2 separate regions of the Mus musculus genome follow, and region 1 is linked to region 2. The links are chromatin contacts, called in public HiChIP or PLAC-seq maps. All regions are on one chromosome and are shown on one strand. Each heading gives the region's core, a stretch centred on a gene start, on an enhancer-like site or on the middle of the called end of the contact. The rest is flanking DNA. Distances are from core to core; before and after follow the strand shown.

Region 1 (2,700 bases), core at 134-2,633, 190 kb before region 2:
CTGGTCCTGAGGTGTAAGGGCTGACACACTCAGCAGGACAGGAGTCAGTGTCTACAGACAGTGGGCTGAGAACCCGGCCTGGGAGAGGCCATGGCTGACAGAGGCTACAGGGGAACTGAAGGGAGCAGCTGTTGTTACCTCAGGGAAATTCTCTCCTTCCCTCCTGAGACAGCCTGGGCACTGTCCAGGGAGAAGGCTGAGCCCTGGGAGAGTCAGTGCAGTCACTGTGATGAGGGATCAGGAGACCCAGGGTCACTCTCTCCCCTCTGAGACAGGGGCATCACCCCAGCTGAGGGTTTCTTCTTCCCCAGGACTGAGCCCCAGCCCGAGGGCAGAGGGAGGAGCTGCCCGCGGCCCCTGCACCTGTGCGCAGCAGCGTCTCCTTCCCGAGCTCCAGGTATCTGCGGAGGGACTGCACGCACGCGCCCTCCAGGTAGGCCTTGCTTTTCTCTGTAGCACCAGCCTGCTCCCACTTGCGTCGGGTGATCTGTGCCGCCATGTCCGCCGCCGTCCACGTTTTCAGGTCTTCGTTCAGGGCGATGTAATCGCGGCCGTCGTAGGCGAACTGCTGGTACCCGCGGAGGAGGCGCCCGTCGGACCCCACTTCACAGCCAGAGATCACCTGAATAGTGTGAGAGCCTGCGGGACCCCGCGGTCAGCCCCGCCCACACGCCCCGGCCCCGCCCACCCGCGGACTCCTCCAAACTGAAAGGGAAACCAGTCCCGCGTCCGTTCTGCTCAGAACCTCGAACTTGGGGCCCGGGACGTCTCGGGCCCCTGTTTTGGGACGTGGAGGGGTCGTGACCTCCGATCCGGGGTCACTCACCGCCCGCGCTCTGGTTGTAGTAGCTGAGCAGGGTCCTCAGGTTCACTCGGAAAATCTGCTCATTGCCCTTGGCTTTCTGTGTTTCCCGCTCCCAATACTCCGGCCCCTCCTGCTCCATCCACGGTGCCCGCGGCTCATATCTCGGATTCTCCGCGTCGCTGTCGAAGCGCACGAACTCCGTGTTGTCCACGTAACCGACAGAGATGAACCGGGGCTCCCCAAGGCCCGGCCGGGACACGGAGGTGTAGAAATAACTCAGCAAGTGTGGGCCTGGAGGCAGGGCGCGGTGAGACCCCGAACTCCTTCCGGGACCCCCGGCGGGTGAGCGGGCCGGGAGGGGAGCAGGGCGCGGGGCTAGGGTGGAGAAGGGGCGGAGGGTCAGGTGGGCGACGCCGGGACGCGGCTTCCCCCGTGCCGCCCCCTCCCCTTTCCTCAGAGGCCATTTCCCTCCGGACCCGGTACTCACCCGCGCGGATCTCGATCAGGGTCTGGGCGACTGCCACCAGCAGAAGCAGCATTGTTGACGCCATTGCTCCCCTCTGGGATTCTGGGCATCTGACTCTGGCGGGCTGTGTGGACTTTATAACCTGCTCCCGCGGCGACGATGATTGGTTCCCGGTGATCACGTCACCCAATGGGGGTGAGAACTGCCAGTAAGTCATCAGTGTCCGGGCAGAAGGACCTGACCCAAGTTAGGAGCAGAAGTGAAACTGGGGAGATGGGAAATCCCCACCCCTGATCTCACTGCCTGGAGACTAAGACTTTGCCTGAACCCTGTGCTGTGGACAGAGAGCTGTTTGTCTTGGTGTCTCCGAGTTCTGACCCAGAAGCTGTCAGGACACCAGGAGAGAAGAGACCTGCAGGCCAGACTCTCTGTATCTTCCCTCCACCCTTCCTCTTCCTTCTTCTCTTCAGAAGTCAGACCCTGGAGCCTTCCAGAAGAAAAGCCACTTCCAGGAATACAATGGCAACACAAGCGCTTGGGGATGCAGTGGAGAGAGGCTTCTCCTTAAAGCAGAGGCGCTGGCCTGCAAGCCCCATTAGAACACCACAGAGACCAGGCTCTGTTCACCTGCAGTGGGCGGCTCACACTGCCAAGCCTGAGTGCAGGACTCTCTTCTATAAAGAGGATACTTCGTCTTTTCCCTCAGGATCTGTCTTCTCAGCCCTGTGCTGGGACACAGATTCCTTGTGTCACTTCCTAGATGAAGTCTGTGGCTGCAGGTTTTTTGTTTGTTTCTTTTTTGTTTTTTTAAAAACAAAGATCTTCCTTCTGAGTTTGTCTCTGTGGACCTGGGACATTGTCTCAGCACAGGAGACCCCCTTGTCCACTGAAGAGAGACCCCTGTGCAGACCACAGACAGCAGGGCACTGATCCCTGTCTCCACTTCACTTCTCTGTGACTGTACTTCCATGGTGCAGTTGCTTTAGTGACTCAATAACAGTAGGAGAGGAACTGTCACCAACTATAACACAGAATAATGATGATAGTACGGTAGAAGCTATGTAATTTCTGACCCTCTCCCTCCCTCCCTGACCTTCACTCACACTTTTGAACTGATGAGGTGAGGGACATGAATGTCACAGCTGTGTGGGACACTGGTTCTGATAACCGAGTTGGCCCCAGAGTTTCTCAGGCCTGTGCAGTGTGGACACTGGAAGAAAGATGATTCTCATGCCAGAGAGCACACACTGGTGATGTGAGGTTTCATCCCTGATCAGTAGTGTGGGGGAAGATTAATTTTACCCATTTCATGATTCTGTGGATCTTTTCAAACCATAGCCACAGAAGTGAAGTGGAAAGAAGAGCAGAGTTGGGTGGGGACTCCTGAAGAGAGTCACTCATCACACAGAGCAACAAATGTGTGTGACCA
Region 2 (2,820 bases), core at 290-2,789:
ATCTCCCAATGGCTATTCTTCCTCTCCTAGATGCAAGGAGGCACAGAGGCAGTGGAAAGAGGCTAAAACTGCGGGAGGGGCAGAATGCCTGCGGTGGGGAGCTTCTTTCCACTCTGAACAGTTGAATGTGTCCCCACTGTAAACCAAGAGTCTGGGTCAGCGGGGAGTGGGTGGAGATCCGGGATGAGACGGGAAACCTGCTGGGATAAATGGAGGCCAGACTATGGATTTGGAGTTCCCTGAACCCGAAGGAATCTGCATTCACACCCTACCCTCTGAGCTCTTGTGCCTTCATTTTCCAAAGAAAAGAAGCTGCAGCTGAAAGTGGTGGCCCGCCGTATACTCTGCAGGCTGAGGCAGGAAGATGGTGAGCCTCAGGTCAGCCTGGGCTACATAGCAAAATTCTGCTAATAATAATAACTACTAATAATAATCTGTTCTGTCCCTGATTCATCACAGCTCCTCAGGGGTCCCTCAAACCTACAGCATGCCCCTTATAACTGGGAGGTTCTGAGTTTCACGCTGTTGTCCCTCAAGTGAGGGGCCTCTATCTACCCTCAAACAGGAACCAGCAGTTAAAGGGCAGGAAGTACCCAAGGGGAAGTTAAAGCATTCTTGGTAGCCACTACTCCACACCAGCCAAATAAGGTCCTCCCTCCTGGGAAAGGGCACCCTTCTCTCTGGTTTCCCAGTGGTTCCCACAACTACTCCAGACCCTGGCTCCCTTGCCTTCACCAGCCCTCTCACCAGCATTCAGGATTGAGCAGTGTTTCCAGCTTCCTCCAAGTGCCCCCCCCCCCCGCTGCCTTTCCCACCCCCATCAGCCTGGGGCAGAGTAAATGGGAGGGGGCAATACAGCTAAACACTTTCTCTGCTACTTCTGAGTCTCCCTTGGCTTTTGCTTCTTTATTTTTTTGGGTTTTTTTTTGTTTGTTTGTTTGTTTGTTTTTTTGAGACAGGGTTTCTCTGTATAGCCCTGGCTGTCCTGGAACTCACTATGTAGACCAGGCTGGCCTTGAACTCAGAAATCCGCCTGCCTCTGCCTCCCAAGTGCTGGGATTAAAGGCGTGCGCCACCACGCCCCGGCTTTTGTTCGCTTCTTGAGACAGGGTCTCACTGTGTAGCTCTGGCTGTGCTTGAACTCACAGAGATCCATCTCTACCAATAGGGCTGCGTTGGGCTTTCCTTGTTAAAATCTCGGGCTCCTGGCCTGGAAAATGGGTACCACAATATGTTAAGACAAACATAAGCCAGGCAGTGGTAGCACACGCCTTTAATCCCAGCACTTGGGAGGCAGAGGCAGGTGGATTTCTGAGTTTGAGACCAGCCTGGTCTACAGAGTGAGTTCCAGGACAGCCAGGGCTACACAGAGAAACTCTGTCTCCAAAAAAAGCCAAAAAAACAAAAAAGAGAAAAAGACAAACATAAAATCCCCAGCCCAGTGAGGATGAGGACTGTAAAGGGGCCCCTTGCCTCAGAGATGGGGAACTTGGGGGCACGTGACTAACCCAAGCTATTAAGCCCAGCAGAAGAGGGATTAGTTTAGTCTTGACCTTCAGGCCTGTTCTCAGTCCCTGGACTATGTCTGATGACAATGGGATCTGGTAACAATTGCACAACCAGTAAGTAGGGACCCCTCCGTTCGGAAAGGGGAGGGATGTGAGGGCTGGAGAGTGAGGGAAGAAAAGCAGGGTTCAGGATTAGGAGAAGTGGTCAGAATGAGGCAGTACAGGTGGAAGAGGGGCCTCCTGAGACCCGGAAACAGTAGGGAGTGAGCATAGTCAGGAGAGGTAACCCGGTAGGTGAATCTCTAGAGGAAGTGAGAAGTTGAAGTCTGGGTAACAAATATGTCTGGGTAATGAATGTGTAGGCACGAAGCCCTGGGTTATAGTGTCTCCTGTAATCCCAGCACCAGAGAGGTGGGGTGGTCCGAAGGACTAGAAATCAAGGACATGACTTGTCTCTGCATGAGGCTTCAGGAAATTTGGAAGCAGCCTAAACTATAGAAGATACTGCAGAAAGAAAGAAAAAAAAAAAAAGCCAGGCAGTGGTGGTGCACACCTTTAATCCCAGAGTGGGGGGAGGTGGGAGTGAGGGGGCAAGAGGGCCGGAGGGGTTGGGATGGCGGACAGAGGCAGGAGGATCTCTGTGTGTGAGATCAAGACCAGCCTGGTCTAGAGTTCCAGGACAGCCAGAGCTCCACAGAGAAACCCTGTCTTTAAAAACAAAACAAAACAAGCAAACAAAAACTAATACAAAAATACAACACCGCCCCCCCCTCAAAATCTCCTAGAGTATATTTTCCTGTATTTTAAACTGTGAGAGGATAGCAGGGTCCTGGCTTTGACCCCAGAGCCACATAAAACAGCCATGGTAGTACACTCTTGCCAAGCTAGCACTTAAGACACGACACAGGGGTGTGAGGATCAGAAAGTCAAGCATACTCGGCTACTAGGAGAATCTAAGGCCTCCCAGGATACATGAGACTCTCAACATAAAGTGACAGAAAGGTGGGAGAGACATGGGTTGGGAGGGGGGAGAGGGAGAAAGGGCTTTGGAAATGACCAAGAGACTTTTTTTTTGTTGTTTTGTTTTGTTTTGTTTTTCGAGACAGGGTTTCTCTGTATAGCCCTGGCTGTCCTGGAACTCACTTTGTAGACCAGGCTGGCCTCGAACTCAGAAATCCGCCTGCCTCTGCCTCCCAAGTGCTGGGATTAAAGGTGTGCGCCACCACGCCCGGCTGAGACTTTTTATATATGTATGAAATTGTCAAAAAATAGAAAACAGGATTGATCGGGGAGAGGAAGATAGGATAAAATA

What was found. HiChIP or PLAC-seq counts read pairs in DNA pulled down with a chosen protein or histone mark.
Region 1: an H3K27ac HiChIP or PLAC-seq map of microglia shows a contact between it and region 2, with 4 times the contacts expected there. The contact joins the promoter of H2-Q4 here to the promoter of Lst1 in region 2. A contact is called at or near these places in 4 of 115 datasets of contacts at active chromatin or transcription factors (effector CD8 T cells, memory CD8 T cells, microglia and 1 more).

What each region holds. Positions count from the first base shown.
Region 1 is chr17:35,378,300-35,380,999 of GRCm38.p6, reverse strand. H2-Q4 (histocompatibility 2, Q region locus 4) reads right to left here and starts at 1,383. Exons shown (of 6, transcript NM_001143689.1): 1 at 1,293-1,383; 2 at 827-1,180; 3 at 364-639. The coding sequence starts at 1,356.
Region 2 is chr17:35,187,159-35,189,978 of GRCm38.p6, reverse strand. It overlaps Lst1 (leukocyte specific transcript 1), which reads left to right and starts at 1,539. Exons shown (of 4, transcript NM_010734.2): 1 at 1,539-1,622. The coding sequence starts at 1,589.